Regions from separate parts of the Mus musculus genome. Here region 2 is linked to region 1. A link is a contact called in public promoter capture Hi-C data. All regions are on one chromosome and are shown on one strand. Each heading gives the region's core, a stretch centred on a gene start, on an enhancer-like site or on the middle of the called end of the contact. The rest is flanking DNA. Distances are from core to core; before and after follow the strand shown. Region 1 holds the start of Them7 (thioesterase superfamily member 7). Region 2 holds the start of Rcn1 (reticulocalbin 1).

Region 1 (5,683 bases), core at 1,480-3,979:
TCCTATGGGAAGGAAGGCCTAAAATGGTCCCCACTTAATGAGCAGTAAGAGTTTTGATTTTCCTTTGTTCGATTTGAAATGCACTTCTGTAGATAAGTGATGTAAGCACTGGCCAGTGAGCTGTCTCACAGATGCGTGGAGAGTAAGGGCGATGTCGTGCAGAGAACTGTTTCAAGAGGTAAGAAGCAATTGATTGAGGGAATAAGGACTGAAGTAGATTGTTCTGGGGCTAGTTGTAAGAGGGTATTGAAAAAAATGTTTTAAAAAATAAAATGCCAAAAACATGCATCCACAGGGTAGAAGTCAGAGTGGTCTGGAAGGCAGCAAGTTCAGAACTTCCTATTCAACTTCCTGCTTCCAGGAGGTACTGGCTTTTAAATCTTCTCATTATTTTTGTTCTTTTTAAATAACACATCTATCTCACCCACATGCTCCCCCCCCCCCCATGGGTTTTGTCTAAGAATTTCTATTAAGTGACACAAAGTTCAGCCATGGGTGTCACCTGCTCAGCCTGGTGCTCAGTGCTTACACCACCTTCTTTTTAGGCTTTTAGTTACACTTATTTAGTGTGTGCACGTGTGTATGCTCACCGAGAGCAGAGGGCCGTTTGCAGGAGCTGGTGCTCTCCCTTCAGTCCTGGGTTCCAGGGATTGCACAAACACCTTTCTTTGCCCGCTGAGCCATTTTACCAGCCCCCCTTTTTAATTTACTGGCGTATATTAATCATTCACTTCAGGATTTCTTATGACATTCCATTCATGTACACAATGTTCTTTGAGCATACTCATTCCCATTACCCTTTTTGTGCCCCATGTCCCTTCTTGGTGTAATTCTGTTGTAAATTTGGTTGGATCACTAGTTACTATTTCCACTACCATGACATCATCATTGCTAAACTGTGCAGTGTTAAAGACGACCAAGATGGCTCTTCCTATCACAACTCTAAGACTGCCCAGTAACGACATGCTTAGGTTCTGGTTACTTGCTTGGATTTTTTTAAAATGTAGTTGTTCGTCTGTCTCTGTGGTCCTTCTCCATTGGCTACAGAGCTTCTCAAGGCAAACCCACTAGGCTCTCATGATTCCCAGACTGTCACCATCACCACATCCATCTGGGAGGGCTGCTGTCCAGCACAGGTGCCTCTGGGATCTCCTCTCACCATTGTCCTACGCATTCCTTCTGCCTGGTGGGTGAACTGGGCTTTATTCTTCCCAAGCCCCAGGCTGCCTTTCTCTTGCTTCCCTCTCACAAGTAGTGAAATCCCTTCTCCTCCAGCATGTTTCTTTGTTTTGGTGAAACACTCATGGTAAAATATTTGCCACTTCACAATTTTTAAGAAATTCATCAATTCTTAGATGTTCCAGGACCCAAACATTCTGTAAGGGTACCCGGGGGATGCTGGAATTCTTTGTGGATTAGTTTAAAAAGCTCACCAGATTTTTCTGTGTAGTTTGGAAGTTACCAAATTCCTGGAGTAAGCACACACATCACAATGCACTAAAAAAAAAAAGCTCTGAGCCGGGCGTGGTGGCGCACGCCTTTAATCCCAGCACTCAGGAGGCAGAGGCAGGCGGATTTCTGAGTTTGAGGCCAGCCTGGTCTACAGAGTGAGTTCCAGGACAGCCAGGGCTACACAGAGAAACCCTGTCTCGAAAAACCAAAACCAAACCAAACCAAACCAAACCAAACCAAACCAAACCCCCGCCCCCAAAACAAAACAAAACAAACAAACAAAAAGCTCTGAAGACTGAGGCTGGAGGAAAGGAGAAGAAAAATGTACAGGAGAGTGGATGTCTCGCTCAGAATGACTGGAAGCACAAGAGCAGTGGAAAGTATACACATAATCCGCCATGTACCCATGCTGGTGTGCTTAGGGGATTATACAGGGGAGATAATGCTTGGGCATAATTTTGTATAAAAGGATCTTTGAAACAAGGCGCATTCATTCCGAAGCCAAACTTAGCAGTGTTTCGCTCCATGCCTTTTGTTTTAAAGATGTTTTTACATTGTTGGGAAGCTTCTGGGAGGACTCCATAAAGAAAAATAGGCGCCATTTCAACGTCAAAACTCGGGCCAGGTCTAGTGAGTTTCAAAGTACAGTGAAATCTCACAAAGCACGTGTGATGAAACGTGGATTCCGTGCCCTCCACCTTAATCCAGCATTGGGGTAGGTTTTAGACCCGACCCTATTCTGAGGACTCCTAGGTTGAAACCTAACGCCTTAGGTGTTCCATGGACCACGGGTTGAGAATCTTGTTTGGACTGAGTTTTGTTCCGGATCACCAGGGTTGCGTGACTCTGAAATTCTCTCTGGTTACTTTTCACTAGACACAGGCATAGAGGCCAAGAACAGCTTTTATTCAGAGGTCAGAGCATCAAGTCCAGAAGATACCTGGAGACCCTCGGGTGAATTCTATTGTCATTTAATCTGACGATGGAGCTTCCTGATCTTTTTGGCCCGCTGTCTTTTTACTGAGGATACTGGAAATTCATGAGCCTCCTTTAGAAAAACAAGGGCTATCAGGGTAGAAGGTCACATAGAGCTGAGAATAGGCTTTTATAACCTGAAGTTAGGGGAAAACTAAAACCAAACACAGAAGGACCTTGCTCTTTGACCCAAGTAGAAAAAAATGAGATCCCAGCCCACCATTGAGAAGAAGGCAGGGCAAGGCCGCCCAGGCTGCCACGTCACCTGCAACCTGACCTCACTGGGTCCGGCCCCTGTCCCCGGGAGTCGGGAGTCGCAAGCAACACGCGGCCAGCTGACGGTAAGCGTTGCAGCTCCCGGCTCTGCAGAGTCACTGCGCCTTGGACCATCAGGGAGTCCGGTTCCTGCCGCGTCCCCCACGCGTCCGGGACGCATGCCGCATGACCCGCCGGGGTTGGGGTTGGAGTTGGGGTTCAGGTTCGGCTCGGTGGCTTCCCGTCTGCACTTTGTCTTCCGCTCTGGCAAGCGCTGTGGCTCTAGGGTCTTGTACTGTGTACACACTAGGGGACACTCTCCCTTGTGTCCAGAAGCTCACCCCACATTCACCCCGCGCCTCAATCGTCTCCCCGGTTTGTCCTGCTCTTGAATAGCCCAGCCAGGGTAGCTGTCTGCGTCTCCCAGATTCAGCTCAGGGATCACCTCTAGAAAATACACTGGAAGGGGGAGCTTTGGGTAACACGAAGACTTTTGTGTCCCTGAAGGCCCGCCTTCCACGCACCTGGTTTTAATATGTGCCTAGGGAGAAATATGGCCAGCGGCCTGAAGCATAACCAAGAAATTCTGCCCACTGAAAGGAGACTTGCACTGAGACTCAACGTGTGCATCAGACCCACAGAGCTAGGGGCTGCAAAACCCTGGTGCACTTTTCAACTTCCTAGACCGAGTATAGATTGTAGCGGCGTTAGAACTGAGATCTAAGCAGCAGTTAGGCACTTGAAGATGAGACTGTGCAATTATGCACCATCTATTCCCCCTTTCCAGCTCTAGGCATACAGAAAAGGCATGCTGCCAAGAACAAGAAGTAACCACCCTTCCTGTACCCCCACCTCCTTAGCCACAGGCACAGATGTAACTAGTTGCAGTTAGAGGTACTTAACATTTTCTTTTCAAATTTTGAAACTAGGGGTCAAAATTACAACCCCACAGAAAGGAAGTCTTCTTAAAGTTCTGAGGAAGTAATCTCACAATACAGAACTGACTGGAAGTCAAAGATTCTATCAGGCTTTTAGCCTATATCATAAAAGTTTAAAGGAGACGGGACATGAAAGGCTTTCAAAAGGAGCCCTATGAGATGTAGAAATGTAAGTCCTCTATACGTCCACATACATTTCTATTGCGCTCTTGCTTGAAGCCAAGAGGAAACGTCCACTTAATACTTTGATCATTACAATCTTAAGAAAATAACTCTCACCCTACTATATACTAGAATTTTGAGACTTCACAGAATCTTTCCCAATCCCTTAGTGAGCGTTTAAGCCCCGGCCTCCAGGGCTTGTACTTCTGCTCCTCTGCCTTTCCCTTGCTCTTACTCCCTTGCTACCTCCTTATTCAGATCTCAGCTCACAGACCCATTTCCCTGACTGCACGAAGCACTGTTTAAAGCATCATTTGGAATGATTAAGATCATTTGATTATTGCCTATCTCAGAGAGAGAGAGAGAGCGCGAGACGGGGGGGGGGGGGGGGGGGGAGAAGGGGAGGGAGAGAGGAGGGGGTTTCTGGAGAGTAGGGGTCAGTTTATTTGCTGTTCTTTTGGAGAACATCACCCCCCACTGCATCCCCACTGTCTACTGGGGCTGGAATTTTCTCAACCCTCCCTGTAAAGGGTTCGCAGTGTAACCTGGCTCAGGCTCGACTGCTCTCTTTTGGCCTTTTTAGGGTCTCGCATACAACATTCTGCTTTCACCCTGGGAGCGTGGAGGCAGCTGAGGCTTGGGGCAGTTTCTGTTGGCTGGGACCTTTGGAGTAGAGAGTAGCTGGGCTCTCTCTCTCCCACAGGCTTGGGGGCAGGCAGCCATATCAGCCCCCTGACCCTTTAGCACCTCCTGCATCCTGCTGCTCACGGGAGGCTCGAAGGTTGGTGCATAGCGGGAGCTGCTTGTGAAAGATGTTCTGTTTGTGTTGGATTCCAGGCGCAGGGAATAATTAGGGGAGTGACATGCTGTTAAAGTTGAGGCTTTTCCTCGTGGGCTGGACTACAAGGCTGCTGGCAGAGGACATGTACGCCTGTGTGCCTCTGAGGAACCCCAAGCTGGAGATAGAGGAAGAAACTTTGGAATTTCCCATAGTTCCTTCTGGATGGACGACTGTCGAGAAGCCCTGGAAGTTACTGATGTGAAGTGAAATGCTTGATACTCAAGGCAGCTGAGGACCTTACAGGGCCCCTAGCCAAAGCCCTATGTCAAGTCAGCGTGTAGAGATAACAGTGCTGAAAGAACCAGATGTTCTGGGAAATGCCAGTAGCCAGCGAGGGAAAAAGTTCTTTCTTAGACTGTCCAGCCCAGTACCTGGCAGCACTGGCATATGGTGGATGTTTAATGACTGCTCTTTGAAGCAGGAAGCGTGTTTCCAGCCTGGCTGTGTCAGGGTTCTGCTAACATTAGATTTCATAAATACAGGCCCTGGGTTCACAGCCCTATCACGTCACTTCCAAGCTGTCTCTGTGGGAGGCTATCAGTGTGGTGCTGATGTCTATAGGGTGAGCCATGAGGATCAGAAGGAGTGTCTAGAACAGACTGTGGCACATGGTAATGGGACAAGTGACAAAAATAATCATAGACTGTAGACAAGGTAAGGGCTCCTTTATGAGGGAGATGGGGAACAGGGTCAGGAAGAGCTCAACAGCTAGGTAAAAGAAGAACGTTTTCATAGTCAGACTGCGTATGAGCTTCATTATTTTGGGGCTCCTTAAACTTTATATGTGTTTGTAAGTGTTTTAGCATTTGCTCAGTATGTAGTTAAAGCATGAAACCTTTGCTCTCCCATGCGATGGGCTGCCTTTCAGTTCTCCTCAGACCACTGAGGCATTAACTTGGACAACCTGCCTTATTCTTGCATGACTTTGTGAGGAAGTGCAGTTATTGCATCCAGTTCACAGGTGGGAAAACTGAGGCTGAACAGCTTTTTCCAGCCACAGGATTTCTCTGAACCCCGAAAGAGGATGTATCCTCTGCCATTTCCCTGGGTGACCATGCAA
Region 2 (5,683 bases), core at 1,847-4,346, 170 kb after region 1:
CATCCAGGGCCTAGCTCCGCCCAACACAAAGCAAGAGCATTAGAACTGTTTACTGGAATTACAGGAGTGGTCTTGACCTCTCTTGCAAAGTCACAAGAGTAAAATCTGGAGAAAGGAAATGGAATTTAGATAGACTCTGAACGCATGAGTCAGGACACCGAGATCTTCCGGTGGCTCCCATTATCTGTGTGACCTCGTGCAATTGAGTCTCTGAGCCCAAGTTCCCCCACTATGGGCAGAACCGCCCAAGTGACAAGACCTGTGATAACTGAAGAGGAGGAAGGTAAGGTGCCTTTCCTCTCTCGGGACAACTATGTAGGTGAAGGGTGCAAGTAAAATTCCAACTCTCAGCAAGTAAAAGAAAAGAGTAAGGTCTCCAGGAGGGGCGAAGGGCAAATGGGGTTCCCCTGCCTGCCAGCTGCTATCAAGGAAACAAGAAAAACCAGATACTCGGTGGACAGGTGAACCACTCCCAACTTTAGACATTGGAAAGTAATTTAAGTTTTTCTAAGATTATATGAGGCCACTGAGACTGTAACCCTTCAGTGTTTCCAGAAATCTGAAGGAGGACATGTGTTTTCAATAGATGGTCAAATGATAAGACACGGACCTAGCCATGTTAATCCCTCAGCAGCCCAGACTTGAAGGGGGGCTGTTGAGAAAGAAGACTTGGAGAGGCAACTTCGCCCTTAGCTCCAGGCTCGATCAGTCATTTCCAAAAGTGTCAGTCCAATTCTGACCCAGGTGACCTTAGTCAGGAAGGGGCTCAGGCCAGGGACCTAGATGTTATCTTTGGTTCCTTCCTCAACAATGGGTCAAGGTCAAGTAAGGGCTACCATAGTCTGCATCTTTCTTGTCCTAATACCCAGATGCATCAACCCCCACCGTCCCACTGCCCAGGACTCTGTATCTGCCACGGTTACACTCTGGCTCCACTGCCAGGCTGGTGTTTCCAACAAGATTTGGGATCAGGACGTCCTGTCCACCACAAGCAAACACTGATAACATCTCTACCTCCTTGAGGAGGCCGTCCCTCTGATCTTTACTTTCCCTCCTCTTCTACCTCCCATTTCCTCTTCTCTGCCTCTGGAGGAGACCAGCACCCCTCCCGCCCCACCAAAGGGTTAAAACCATGATAAGCAAGCAGGCCCCTCACTTCAGGACCACCTTTCTATTACCATATACCCAGCAGCCTTTGAACCATCTCATAAGCTCTGATGAAGGACCATCTACAAAACCGGGCCCCTCTCTCCAACCTGAAGCCCCAGGGGCTCCTGCTAAACCCGTGGATGATGTCACCATCCTAGCAACCCTGAAAGTGTTTGCCTGCCCTCCTCCACATTGGATGGCCAGCACCTTGTACCTGCCAGATGTCACACAGGATAGCCACTGCAATGCTTGCTACATGAATAAATGAACAAAGCCAAGGTCTTCATACAAGGATTAGACACAGAGAACTCCACTCCCCCTTCTCTTGGGCACTTCGGCTAATTACCCTGAGGTAGGGATTAAATGAAGCCAGAGGCCCTAAGCCTAAGTGTTTCCAGTTCATAACTCCCTTCTCCTCCTCTTTTCTAAGATAATGCAGAATGGCTGCAACCAGGGACCCCAGAATAAATCAGTCTCCAGGCCTCAGAGCAGTACAATGGTGTGAATTTATCAATGGTCCCTATTGTTAAAAGTCCCAAAAAAGAAGAGAAAGTGCTTCCCTACCAAATAAAGGACACTGTTTGGAGGTGACTTTGAAGTCCAAAGGTCTTTTTTATCACAACAGGCAGGTATTCACCTACACAATGGGTATCATTAATCCTGTCCTGCTGAATGCCCTGGCCCCTTTGTCGAACAGAGATGGCTGTGTTCTTTTCAACTGTAGCAGAACTCGAAGATCCTCCTCCCCCAGGAGCAGGTTCTGGAAGCTCTGGTGGCCCACAGGGAGGATGGCTGTGTTCCTCCACAGCCCTGCCTTCACCTGGTCCTCACTAGCTCCTAGTCCCTCTGCACAACGGTCAAGTGTCTCCTGGGCACCAGGGTAGGGGTACTGAGATGATGCCCGGGTTTGTTTCCTGATTCCAGGCTAAACTCACAAAGCCCCACCATAGCCATTTTGCAGGTTTTCTTTTTTTCTCGCCCCCTCCGCCCCCAATCAGTTGCCAAAAAGCTGAGTGCTTCTTCACCCATAATGCTGGGAGCAGAGGCCAAAGAATCCGTTTCCAGCTCTGTACCTCTTGCTCCAATGAGCCCCTTTAAAAACCTGATTTCTGGGATGACTGGTCAGAGGACAAGAACATCCAGCCTGATTTAGAGACAGGCCAAGAACAAGCCTCTCCATCTCTTACACATTTGTTTGATCTTGAGATGTTTTTAAGCAAGTCTCAAGTGCCTCTCTCTGGACTATGGGAAAGAACCAGGTACTAAAAGGCCACAGCCAACAAACTCTGGCTCACTCCAGTCACTTCTGCTGAAACCTAGATGAGGGGGCGGGCCCTCTCGCTCCCTGCTCCGGAGGCCTCTGCCACGTTCTCGCCTCCCTGTGGGAAGCTATCCCGGCCGGGTGTGGTGGCGACCTCCACACGGGGGTCTGAGCGCCCGCTGGCAACTTTGTGCCTCTGAGCCTCAGCTCTGGCCTCGCCCCTGAGACCAACTGGCGCGATTTCGCTTTCGCTTTGCGCTTGTGGTCCCGCGTGGCTCCCTCTGAGGTGGCCATGGGCCCCTGCGTGGTCCCCGGGCGGCCCGGGCCGCAGCCTCACCCCAGCCTCTCCTTGCTCTCGTCCGGGCTTAGCTGATCGAAGGTCTTGGAGTCCTCCTTGCCCAGGAAGGCCTCATGATCGTACTGGAAGCTCTGGTTGTCCTCGGGCGGCCGCTCGCCCAGCTCTGAGTCCGGCCGAACCACGCGCTCCTTGCGCACCGTGGGCTTGGCCCGCAGCGCCAGCACCAGCGCCAGCAGCAGCCCCAGGGCGAGTCCCAAGCGGCCACCGCGCGCCATGGTCGCGAGCAAAGGGAGGCTGCGGGGCAGTGGGGGCTCACAGCGCCGCTGCCGCTGTCCCCTCCCCAGCGAGGGGCGCGCCCGGCTGGCTCGAGGAGGCTCGGGCCGCCCCACTCACGCGCCCATTGGCCACGGCGCCGCCGGGGGAGGCTGGGGCCGCGGAGCCACGTCGCCAGCCAGGGTGGTGGGCGCCGGGCTCCGGTTTCGCTTCGGCCCCTCCCCGCTATCTCGTTGCGAGGGGCGGGTCCAGATGATGGGGGTTGCGGACTGGAGGGTTCTCTGCAAGACCGGAAAGAAGTACTTTGAGAAAATGCAACAGATGTTTTGGGGTGATAGCTCGTCTTCGCTTTTAGAAAAGCAGCGCTTCCACTCAGCTTCCAGCTGACAGCCCGAACTTCAGCCCAAGGCTGGCCCAGAGATGAACATTTAAGTCCGGTTAACAATTTGCATTGTGGTTAGGAGAGCACTTGAGTCTGGAAGGAGGCCAGGATGGGCGTGGTCCCCTAGGTTAGGGAGAAGGCAATCTTAACATCCATGGGATAACACCAGAGGACTGTGGGAGGAGACGGGGTGAATAAGGAGAAGTTCTTTCAAGCTCCTATGGGAGAGAGGCAGAAAGGCTTCCTAAAAGAAGCAGAGATATCATATAAAGCTTTCGTTTCTGAATGTTGGCAAGCCATTTTTACAAACCTACTATCTGTCTCAAATCCTATCAGCGTATTAAATCCGAAATAATGATACCAGTTAGTGATGGTCTGTATTATATAACTTTCTACAGCGAAGGAAATGTTCTCTATATGGCCACTGAATACTTGACATGGAGCCGGTCCAAAGCCAATAGTTGAGCTTAAATGTAAATAGCCACGCGTGGCTAGTGTCTAACAAACTGAGAATGCCCGTCTGAACCTTTTACTCTTCACAAAAATGCATGTAAATGTCAGAGGGTCGACGAATCTTTTAAAGAGTCCCAGGAAACTGTGGTTGAAGAGAGAAGCCTCCTCCTAACCCCAGCCCTAAAAGCTGCAAAACCACCTGTTCACCCCCACCTTTCTAACATTCTGAAGAAAAGGTCAGCTTCTCGCCCTTACAGTAAGGAAACCAAGACATTATAGCACAGAAGCAAGAATCTTTCTATTAAGATCATTTTCGGTCAACCAAATAAGATGATGAGCCTGATACACATAAGCATTTATGGCTGCCTTAGGATTTTACTGCTGTGAACAGACTCCATGACCAAGGCAGCTTGTATAAGGACAACATTTCATTGGGGCTGACTTATAGGTTCAGAGGTTGAGTCCATTATCATTAAGGTTGGGAGCATGGTAGCATCCAGGCAGACATGGTGCAGGAGGAGCTGAGAGTTCTACGACTTCATCTGAAGGCTGTTAGGAGAAAACTCTCTTCTAGGCAGCTAGGATGATGGTTTTAAAGCCCACACCCACAGTGACACACCTACTCCAACAAGACCACACCTACTCCAACAGGACCAAATTTTCTAATAGTGCCACTCCCTGGGCCAAGCATATGCAAACCAGGGCATAATGAAAACGAGCCAGCCAGGGTTCTACAGAGTATACATAACATAGTAGGCCAATCAAGGAGGGTTTCCTGGACTGATAGAAACTGAGGTAAAGGTAAAGGGTAAGCCAAGCAGAGCGATGGGCCTATTCGAGAGGTCCTGTGTTAGCTGGCAGAGGACAGTGCAGCTGGGAGTGATGCTCTGTGACCTTGGACAACCTCTTCTAGATGTCAGGGAGATGGGGGCCGGGGAAGAGGGGACCCAGTGTTTGATGGATCCAGTGTTCCTCCATTGATTTTCCATTGGGATAAGAAGTGCTATATTTGAAACTAGAAAAGTGTCAACTGTTGGTAAATTGGTGTGGACTTGTAGCCAAGGAAACACAGTACTGTGAGGATGCTCCCTTGATGGTTAATCAAGCTTCTAGTGGGCAGTTCCCAGATGCAAAGAGAGACCCCAGGGAGGGAGCAGCAGAGCTCCTGCCCCCTCCACTGCATGCTGCTACTGTTGCCATCACTGTCAGACTGCAGCTTCGTCAGACTTCCGAGGTGGATGGGGGACCAGGAACTCACAGGCATCTTCTCACCCTTCAGCACTAGCTAGGGATGAGCAGCCATCAGATCTGCAACCTCTTGGGCAAACAGATGGCCACTGATTGACTAGCCAGCTCCTTGTAAGCCAACCTAATAGAGCCTCTTTTGCAATGCTTGTTTATTTATTGTTTCTATTCCCTGAAAGAATCCTGACTAATAAACTTGTCAAACACATGTCTTGAGGTGAGTGGCATAATACCCTTTGTGTTTGCAAGGCAAGTGGGATACAAATCGAGTCAAGGGGTGGGGGAAGAAGAGATTGGAAAGGGGATGGGACAGGGAGTGGGGGCTGCTGACAGGCTGCTCACTCATGACTTTTGCCAGGACAGGCTTGGGCTCACTGGTGTTGAAGCAACACATCATGAATGAAGGTGGCATACCTTTCAGCCTTGCCACAGTTGGGCTTCCTGCCACACACTGCTGGTTTCCCATAGAGTGTTTCAGAGGTAGACTCATTCCCTGTGGGAATTACCCACAGTGCTGTGAATCCGGAAGACTTTGCGTAATTTCCCCCACAGCTTGCCTACGTTCTCTTCCCACATTTCCCCCCCAATCTTCCCTGTGAGAATTAAGAAGTCCCCTCAACCA

What was found. Promoter capture Hi-C pulls out the DNA fragments that hold promoters and counts their contacts.
Region 2: a contact with region 1 is called in a promoter capture Hi-C map of stem cell-derived epiblast-like cells, with 2.8 times the contacts expected there. The contact joins the promoter of Rcn1 here to the promoter of Them7 in region 1. A contact is called at or near these places in 4 of 39 promoter capture datasets (the SN4741 cell line, frontonasal cranial neural crest, hippocampal neurons and 1 more) and 1 of 115 datasets of contacts at active chromatin or transcription factors (embryonic stem cells).

Annotation. Positions count from the first base shown.
Region 1 is chr2:105,221,613-105,227,295 of GRCm38.p6, forward strand. Them7 (thioesterase superfamily member 7) reads left to right here and starts at 2,730. Exons shown (of 4, transcript NM_028747.2): 1 at 2,730-2,768.
Region 2 is chr2:105,396,223-105,401,905 of GRCm38.p6, forward strand. It overlaps Rcn1 (reticulocalbin 1), which reads right to left and starts at 3,097. Exons shown (of 6, transcript NM_009037.2): 1 at 2,748-3,097. The coding sequence starts at 2,983.